Linked DNA regions of Mus musculus: region 1 is linked to region 2. A link is a contact called in public Hi-C data. All regions are on one chromosome and are shown on one strand. The core of a region is the stretch at or near the end of the contact, and the rest is flanking DNA. Distances in the headings are between cores, read along the strand shown.

Region 1 (4,722 bases), core at 1,400-3,899, 1.4 Mb before region 2:
TTTGCTCTGTGATTTTTTTCAGTTTGTAAAGGAAAGTACTCAAGTTGAATATCTCGGGGAGGAGTAATCAGATGAGCAGAAATGATTGTCCCTGTTTGAAAGAAACCTTTGCTCCTTCTCACTCTTTTAAAAGGAGTGGAGGTTCTATCAGTGCTGCTGAAGGGCATTGGAGGAGTGGAGAAGCGACTCCATTGCAGAGTCGCTTAAATGGAAAGAAATGCGACTGCAATCAAACAACCCCTTCTTAGACTGGGGTTTCCACTCTCCTCCCTCATAGGCAAAGTTGGGATGGGCAGCTGGAAGTGACAGACCCTCTAATCACATCGAAGCAGGATGGTGTCCTTCAGGTTGTAACTGGTCACAACTTACCTATCTTTGCCACTGTGGAAATCTTTGGCAAGTTGCTTTCCTAAAGTTGGTGAGCTTGTCACAGGGAGACTGTTCGCCTGCTTTTCAGTCAGGCTGTCTGTGCGGCAGGTACCAGCTCTGAGGGTACTCCAGAGAGATCCATCCCCATCCTGTTCTCTCCATGGAGATACTGCACACACAAGGCTGGGGGCTATGTATCTAGACTGATCTATTTGTTTTATTTTGGTCTGGAAAAAGACGATGCCAATTGGGGTAGACACGTGCTTTGCTTCCCAGCAGAGCCAGCAGCCAGCCCGGTGGCATCCTTGCTGTGGCAGTCCACCAGGGATAGGGGTAGGCTTCAGGTTTTAAACTTTGTAATGCTACTCTGTTGTCAAGTACAAGAAAAAAATTATTTCATAGCGTTTAGCATTTGTTTTCGAATGTGGAGAAAACCTAGTCTGTAGTTCCCTGTCAAACTGCTCTGTCATAGATTCTGGATTCTTCCCTTCGTTCTTTCCTTCTTAATTTGCTTAAAGAAAATTACAAGAGGTCGTTCAAGACTCTAATGCCTTATTTTCCTGGGATGGTGTGTGTGTGTGTGTGTGTGTGTGTGTGTGTGTGTGTGTGTGTGTGTGTGTGCTTCCCTTGAAGGTAGGAATGAAGGCTGCTGTTAGCTTTCTATCAGGGGCGTAATTATTCCGGGGGTGGGAGTTCTTCTCCTTACAACTCTCTTTGTCATCTGCGTTCTTCCAAGCTCTGAAGGTGCTTTTTCTCTATGTGAAAGGAGATTCTTTGTCCTATTCTTCATCAGCACTGTGGCTTCCCAAGGTAGACACTATTTTGTGCCTGTCACAGAGAGAGGGAGTGCAGGTTTGCAGTGCTCACAGACAATTGATTGTCTGCGCTAATGTGTTTCATTTACATGTTTATAACGTCAACGGTCCTGGGTGTCCACTGTACCATTCACCCCTGCGTTCCCACAAGGGGGCAATTGTCTGAATGGCCAAGTCAGACACCTTTTTGATTGCTCTTTGCTTCTCTTTTTAGAGCAAAGAGATAAAGGAGGGAAATCTGTGATGCAGAAACACTAGTTGAAAATATACAAAATGTCAGCACAAAAGCAGATGTTAACATAAGCCCAGATATGCTTTTTAACCAAGATGTGAATGTTGAAGACTAGAACACAGAGCAGAGGGAAGGATGACTGGAGACCAGGAAATGCAGCCCCACGTCTTCAGTTCCCCTTCTTCTTAAGCAACCAGAAGATGAAATGTGATTTTTCTTTTAATCTTTGAGCCTTGGAACCTCCAGGAACCTCCTTGTTGCTAGTGTGTTTGCTGTGATTTGTGAATTTTGTATATATTTATATAGCTCTGTTTGTGCCAACATCATCAGCTTACCACTTGGAAAAAACCTATTGAATGACTGTTTGGGCTGTAGGGAGTGTAAACTTTTAAACGTAAGATCCAAGGATTTCTTCATCAGGCAGTTTTTAAAGAAGGACAATAATAATCATCAGGCTGGAGAAAGCCTTGCCTTCATAAGCGGTGTGCTAGATAGTTTTATCTCGGGTGACAGTTGTATCAGAGCTAAAGCTCTCAGGAAAAGTGTAACCAGTAATTACAAAATAAATAATTTCATTTTAAGATGTTCTGTTCTCTCTCTCTCTCTGTCTCTCTCTCTCTCTGTCTCTCTCTCTCTCTCTGTGTGTGTGTGTGTGTGTGTGTGTCTGTGTGTGTGTGTGTGTGTGCATGTGTGTTGCGTTGTGTTTCCTGTCAAGGTGCTGACAGGAAAAGTCATTCATGCATGTGTCTTCTGGAGTTCTCTCTTCTTCACTCTCCCCTGTATATCACACATCTATGTAACCTACACGAGTACACCTGTTTACAAATATTTCACAGATCGGATAGTGCCTTGCTGTTTCACTTATGTAATACAATGATTAGAAGTTGGTTTGATTTTCTGTGTGGTCCTGGAGGAGAGAAAAATCCTAACTGTTGTGTCATGTGGTGCTAAGTAAATGGGGGGGGTGCTTTTATAATCTTGTAGCAAATTAGGGAAAAAAGAAATGGCCAGTCAGTGGGAGGATTTTTTTCTTTTTTTTTTTTTTTTTTTTTTTTTTTTTTTTTTTTTGCCTCTCTGGGAAGATACACAGTAGCTGCACCGTTAGCTGAACCCCTGACACGGCGGTCTTTTGAATGCCTTAGGTATGATTTCACTTTCGCTCACATCAATGCTGACCTGAATGCCTTTCATATCTGATCCTCTGTGTCTCTCCCAGTAAACATCCCCTGAGGGAAGAACAAAGAAAGAGCTCTTCTTCTTCTTAATCACAATTCAGTCCTTCACCGCCGGCAGGCTCCATTTGCATTCTGCCACAGAAAGCCAAGATGAAAAGAGAGAGAGAGAGAGAGAGAGAGAGACAGAGACAGAGAGAGAGAGAGAGAGAGAGAGAGAGGGAGAGGCTCAGAGGGTAGTGGTTGAGTAAAGTAACTTAGGTGTTTGTGGCTGTTTGTTGGGCCTTTCCCTAGTTACCAGCCTTATATAGTTGATGCTCAACCCTGCCTGTCCCTCCTGACAGGCATATAGTGTTACAAGATGGCATGTCTGTACTATTCGTGGCCACAGCTCCACTTGAGGTAAAAAGTCTAAGATTGAATTCTAGCCCAGACGCCTGTTAGATTTGGGGTCAGGTGTGCAGACTTCCCACTCCTGAACGCTACTTACAATTTGGCCTTAATAACTATGATTGTTCATCATATGACCTAGGAGGTGGGGGCACTGGAGGGTGGGCGGGAAGGGGGCGGGCTTGGAGACCCAGCCCTGGTCTGGCTGCAGGGGCCTGATGCCTGAACACAGATGAAAAAAAAAAAAATCCACAGGAAAACTGGAAAAGACTTTCCCATTCCCCCCCCCCAACCCTGACTTTTTATGATAATTCATATTTTCAAATGAAAGGGGAAAAAAGCCAAGAAAGAAACTCTCAAATGAGCCAAAAAGGAAAAAAAAAATCTCTGAAAAGAATTTTAGGGGGAAAAGTTGTTCTATTTTAAAAAGCTTTGAGGGCTGTAAAGTGCCACGCTTTCACACCTTCTCCGTACTTTTTTTTTCAGATTTTTTTAGTATGTTTAACATTTGTGAGATGACAGCCTTTTTGTATCTCAAACTGGATGCTTCAGGATTTGTAGGGAGGGGCTGGTGGTATTCACGTTTTTTCTTGACAGAGAAAGTTTATGCCTAAAGGGCTCCTTCTTGCTGGGGATTGTTTAAACCCTCGTAGGCGGACCTGTCAGCTTTTCCTGTGTTATTTGCCTCCATTTTCAACATGCAAAAGTAGCATGCAGTTGAAGACACCAGAACAAGACCACAGCAATCGCAGGTCCATCTTGTGACAACTTTTCAGGATATTATCTTGCTACAGAACCGGCTTGTCTCCCCCCCCCCTCCCCCGCCCCCTTCTAACCACTTTTAAGATACTAACAGTTCTTCCTCAACAATTAGATCACATACAGTACACACACACACACACACACACACACACACACACACACACACACATAACTTTAGACATACAAGCTTTGCAATAGAAGAGAGGACTGTTTGGGCATTGAGTAGCTGTTCCAACACCTATGTGGTAGACGTCACTTCTGAGAGCAGCAGGAATGGACACATTAAGAATTGCACATGACATGTGACACAGATTCCTAATTCACCACCATTTTCCCAGAAGATTTACAGAATTTACAAACAGAGATTAGCTGCGCACCTTCCACCCCTCCTATCCACTCTCCTATCCACCCCCATGACTCAAGCAATGAAGGATTTAGGCAGATTTACTTCAGTAAACACCTTTGGACACTGGGGGGGGGGGTCTGTTTGCAAAAGGAGGCTTTTGTTAAGTGAGGTACCAGGCAGCTGTGATATTAACCTACCCAGCAATGTGGGTTAACTCTTTGAGTGCCTGGCCCTTTGCAGTCAGCATATGAAATCCTGGCTCTCCAAAGACACTCAGAATCCTGGCTCTCGCAGTTTATTATTCAGACAAGTCTTGTAGACATGAAAACTGTTCAAGCTTTTAAAACAATGTGGTTTAATTAGATGAGGTGGACTTACATTGCTCATAAGCCCTCCAAATGGTGGTTTATAATTGGCAAGGAAAAAAAAAAGATAGAGAAAGGCGAGTCAAGACAGCACATTAAATATTCCAAGAAATATCTTTAGAAAAGCTATTTTCATTTCTAGCTTTTAAAATATTAGACTTGGGTTGCTAGAGGGGATGAAGCAGTCGGGGTCTCTCTCTCTCTCTCTCTCTCTCTCTCCTTACTGTGAGAGATACCAGAAGTTTGTGAGGAAGAAAGGGGCTTCAACTTG
Region 2 (4,786 bases), core at 1,551-4,050:
ACACAGTAGCTGTGTGTTACTTTCTCCACGTCCCCAAGGTCCAGCATCTCTCAGATCCTCAAATCTGAATCTTGAAATTGAAGGCAAATACTGATTTTGAAGTAAACTGAAGCTACAGGACTATCTTTAAACCTGGGAATAAAGACATTCATAAAGCTGATGTGCTGACAATAATTTCATACTGGATCAAAGATTTTCTAGATGCTTAACTTCAAATATCTTATTCTCATAGTTGGAAACATTTATTCTATGAGCGTCCTAATGAAATATCACTGGGTACAGCTATAGGGAAGAAACTTGGCTCTTCCCCACTCTAGCATGCCTGCCTTTCCTGATAAATTATATTAAAAACCCTCAGGTAGTTACAGGTGGGACCACACAGGGAGGTCAGTTTAGACAACCGCAGGAGTCACTTCTGTTGTGACACCCATTACTCTCCTTCCTTTCAGCCCCCCGTAAGGAATCAGATATTTGTAACATTGTACCACACACATTAAAAATACGAAAGGAAAACTAACTCTAAAAACACTACAGGGTTCTGGACTCCATCAGAATCTCCACCTAGGTGTTCCAGGGTGGCCACGGCATTGCAGTGTATTTTATAAGAAGGGTGTCATCAGTAAACAGTTACAGATGACGTATAAAAGGCAAGCTGCTCTTGTGTGTGGTGTTTTCAATTCTCCCTCCCATCCTCCTTATCAGAGATTAATTAGACTGACAGGATTATTTCACAGTGATCCTATCATTTGCTTTCAGCAAATATTCCTTGAGAACTTGCCACCTGTCAAGCCATACTTTATCTGAGCTTCTATCTTTGTAATCGGTGGCTTTTATTTGCCCTCTGGAGGCCGGCACACACACAGGGGTTCCCTCAGCTGCTCCATACCTCTGTACTCTGCATTTCTCCTGTCCAGTGTCCAGAGCCTGCACTGATAATGACTCTCCCCATTCACCCCCTTATTCACTGTGTGAATCTCAGGCTGTCTCCTCCTCCTCCTCCTCCTCCTCCTCCTCCTCCTCCTCCTCTTCTTCTTCCTCCTCTTCTCCCTTCTCCTTCTCCTCCTCTCCCTTATACTCCTCCTTTTCCTTCTCCTCCTCCTCTCCCTTCTCCTCCTCTTCCTCTTTTCCCTCCTCCTCCTCTTTCTCCTCTTTTTTCTTTTTCTCTTCCTCTTCCTCCTCCTTCTCTTCTTTCTTCTCCTCCTCCTCTTCCTCTTCTACTTCCTCATCTTCTTTACCTCTTCTTTCCATGGTCTATATCACTTCATTCATTTTTCTCTCTCTTTATTTCACCTTTTCAGTCTGCTGTTACAGTGTGTCCGCAGCCCCTTTGAGCCCATGTGAAGTATATAGCTCAGTTCCGGTTTTGAGTTGTCCAAACGAAATAATGATTTAAAGCTCAATTTTAAAAGAACAGAGAACATTGAAGAATAGCAGCCCAGATTGCTTCAGTGATATTTAGTGGGTGCCAAGTGTAGACAGACTTGTAGACAAGTTCAAGGAAAGCATGCGAGGCTGCTCCAGCTATTATCTAATGAAGGTAGGATTCTATGTCTTGTACAAAAGAAAATCCAAAGTACCAGGGGATTTGACATATGTGCAAGGTTGTGTGTGTGTGTGTGTGTGTGTGTGTGTGTGTGTGTGTGTGTGTGTAAAGAGAAATATAAACTTGGGCTATGGCAAACATTGACAGAGTGAACTTTGGGACTCAGAATTGCAAAGATTTAGTTAGCTAGGAACCTGTCATCTTGTCCCTCGTGGTCTCAAAATGGTTGCCATGCTTCCTGCTTTCATGTATGAGCCCCTCACCAAATACCAGGCACATAAGCCAAAAAACTTTTTCAAATGTCCCACAGTGACAATTTTGCTTTTGTCTTTGGAGCCCTAACATGTGACACTTCTAGATGGGCCCATCGAAAAGCTCAAAAGAAAACACAGATCTTGTTATATAAGAAGATGGGATAATGATGAGGTCATTGTCTGGGAGTGCCCAGAATAAAAGATTAGGTAAGATTTAACCTTCCTGATGCATTAATGAGCTTACATTCCTCTTAAATAATGTAATTGTTTTATGCTACAGATCAGAAAATCCACAAATATTACAAAAAAAATCTATTGTCAACCACAGGCAACCAAAACGTGCATAATTAATGAGAACCTAACTCTGCTTGTCTAGTGTATGCAAATCTATTCATATAGACATGTAGGTGTATCGATATGTGTGCACGAAGTCACACACACACAGCTTGTGGAAGTGAAGCCAAGTGCTTCATTGGAAGGGGGTGTGGCTCAAGGCTGTTCCAGTCACTAGATCTTCATTGTTAACAGTAGTGTGTGCCAATCTATGTTGACAAGCCCTTCTAGTGCATAAGTTGCAGGTACCTTCACGGTGCCACCTAATACTTCAGGGACGTAGCCCCAGAGTTACACTTGAGACTACAGAGCTGATATCCAGTGGTGAGAAAGACGAACACGTGAAGTCATACCAGAGTTCTTCAGAACAGGGAGCTGCAGGGAGGTGCCGCCACAGTGCAGGCCTTCTGTCCCCCTAACTCCAAGCTCTGTCTGCTCTCATCTCTTAGACTTAACTGTATGGCTTTATAGATTATCTGCAGTCTCCGAACCCTCCCTCTGTTTCATTGATTTCTTGATTTCTAGAACAAAATCCTTCAAAGATAAGAAAGATCGGATGCAAACGTTAATGCATCTGGGAAATCGAGGAATGATGCCTATCGGGAGACTAAAGAAATGTCCCAGCAGCGAAATATGCAAATCCACCAGAACAGCCATGCTCCAGTCAGTTTTCTTTGTGATTTGGCGCCACCTTGTGGCCATTACAAGAATCAGCGTAAATACTAATGATGGGACCTCTCTGGGGTTTTAACTAACTAGAATGTCCTACGTTGAGGCAGCAGTTCTCAAAAGCCTCAGTCATGTGGCCCCGTAGATTATTGGCTATCCTAGCTCGGCTAGATTGGCCAAATATGGTGATGTTTGCCTGGGAAAAGCACAGGTAGATATTGCCCTTACGCAGCAGCTAAGCCTAATCAACAGTGTAGGTGAGCAGGTAGTACCAGCAGCTGACCATTCTCCAGACTCATGGACGGGACACACACAAGACCATGATCTTTTGAAGTCACTCTTCTTGCATCATACTGTCCCGAAATTAAGGGGAGTTTAAGTTGAGTGATCACAGGTTAAGCAAATGTTACCAGGATAAATTACTACTACTACTGCTACTACTACTACTACTACTATTACTAGCTTTCAAGCTTTAAGACGAATTAGTGACCATGGATGGACATGTGTGTTGTTTGTCTGCCAATGTTTCCGTGTGTAATTCCATTAACTCTTGTGTAAGATCAGTGCCATCTCTCAATGGCTTTGAAGTTGTCCCCAGTTATGGTCAATACTTGCTCCTTAGTGCTGTGACGTTCAGGGATGTGGTTGTGCGGAAGGATTGGGAGCAAGAGGGTTAAGTCACCAACCCTAATCTTATGGGCTATTGGGAGAGGATTGCGACTTAATAGATGGGACTTGATAAAAAACACAAAACAAAACAAAAACAAAAACAAAAAAACAAAACATAACAGTGGTTTGTTTGGGACATGGCCTTTGTGGCTTTTTGCCTCTGTGGGCACTTTCAAGAACTGGATATTTGGACATTTACTCCCCAAGAATCCGTGTGTCTGCTTGAGATTTCATTTAAATCACCCCTCCATCCATCTAGCCACGGGGCCATCCAGAGCAGGCACGCTGCCAGGGGTGTGTTCCCTTCAAGAGAGATATTTTTTCCCCCAGGGTAGGTTTGGTGAAGTATTGGAGATCTTGAACTGTGTCACAGAAAGCAAAATGGAAACCGAACAGCAATAACAGAGCCAGGGTCACCTGCACTCCAAGCTGCGGAAGGAACCGATGTTTCAATGAGGTGACCCAGGTCCTGCGGAGAGGAGTTGCTATGTGAACAAATAGAATTGTGCTGGGGTTCATAGTTTGTTTGGAAACTTTTGATTAATAACACAGTTTGAGTGATTTTACTTTGTCTTTTGTCCAGGGTTCTGAAAATATTGCAGTGGATTTGGAAAATAAGTGTGTGTGGGGGGGGGGGGGGGGGGCATGAAGCATTTATTTTTCCAGGTCTGTGATGGCCTCTTATCCATCCAGGCATCCAGGCACAGAAAGGCCAAAACATTTTGATATATTTTTGCCAAGGTCTTCTTCAGCTGTTTTCTGGCCCCATCAGTTCCTGCCAGTGCTCAACTTAGGACAGAGGGTGTTCCCTTTTACAGAGAGAAGCTTAGCAAAGAGACACTGGCAAATCAAAAGTTGAGTACCAGGAAGTGGAAACAAGAACCCTGGAATCCATTAGCTTGGTGAATGGAGCAAATTCAACCAGAAAATGAAGATGTACCAAACAAATCTCTCCTTAACTTAAGCCAGAAGTCAGAATGGAATTAAACACGAGACTGCATTTGAAAATGATAGACTGAGCACCCATGGATTAGAGAGACAGCCAACCTCCCCCGTCCCCCAAGCTCTGAGAATCTTCCTTCACACTGAGGTATGATGCTTTATAGAAATACTGACTAATGCTCTAGTATTGGGTCATAAGCTAATTTTACTACCCTTCCTTTATTGAGAAACTTGGAAAGAAATCCCCTGGCTTGACCTCATCTGTGTGCACTTATAAGTGGCTGGAGACCACCCTGTCACTGGAGGGTGCTTCATAGTCACTGTGTCTACTGTACCTTGTTAGAACTCTGTCCTCATACCCGTGCCGTTCTGTAGA

Evidence for each region. A called contact is a pair of places that touch in the nucleus more often than the background predicts.
Region 1: a contact with region 2 is called in a Hi-C map of cortical neurons, with 4 times the contacts expected there. The contact joins two enhancer-like sites. A contact is called at or near these places in 15 of 484 Hi-C or Micro-C datasets (the HPC-7 cell line, cerebral cortex, cortical neurons and 8 more) and 6 of 115 datasets of contacts at active chromatin or transcription factors (craniofacial prominence, embryonic forebrain, embryonic hindbrain and 3 more).

What each region holds. Positions count from the first base shown.
Region 1 is chr2:45,101,313-45,106,034 of GRCm38.p6, reverse strand. The region is part of intron 2 of Zeb2 (zinc finger E-box binding homeobox 2); the gene reads left to right. Among named protein-coding and RNA genes, the nearest start is that of Zeb2os, 7.5 kb to the left of the region's middle. Within about 2 kb of position 2,649, at least 50 of the 459 cell types and tissues checked have an H3K27ac peak or open chromatin away from gene starts, as enhancers often do. A contact at or near this core is called in cortical neurons, where this site is marked.
Region 2 is chr2:43,720,930-43,725,715 of GRCm38.p6, reverse strand. All of the region lies in intron 4 of Gm30374 (a long non-coding RNA gene), which reads left to right. Among named protein-coding and RNA genes, the nearest start is that of Gm30374, 6.1 kb to the left of the region's middle. Within about 2 kb of position 2,800, at least 26 of the 459 cell types and tissues checked have an H3K27ac peak or open chromatin away from gene starts, as enhancers often do. A contact at or near this core is called in cortical neurons, where this site is marked.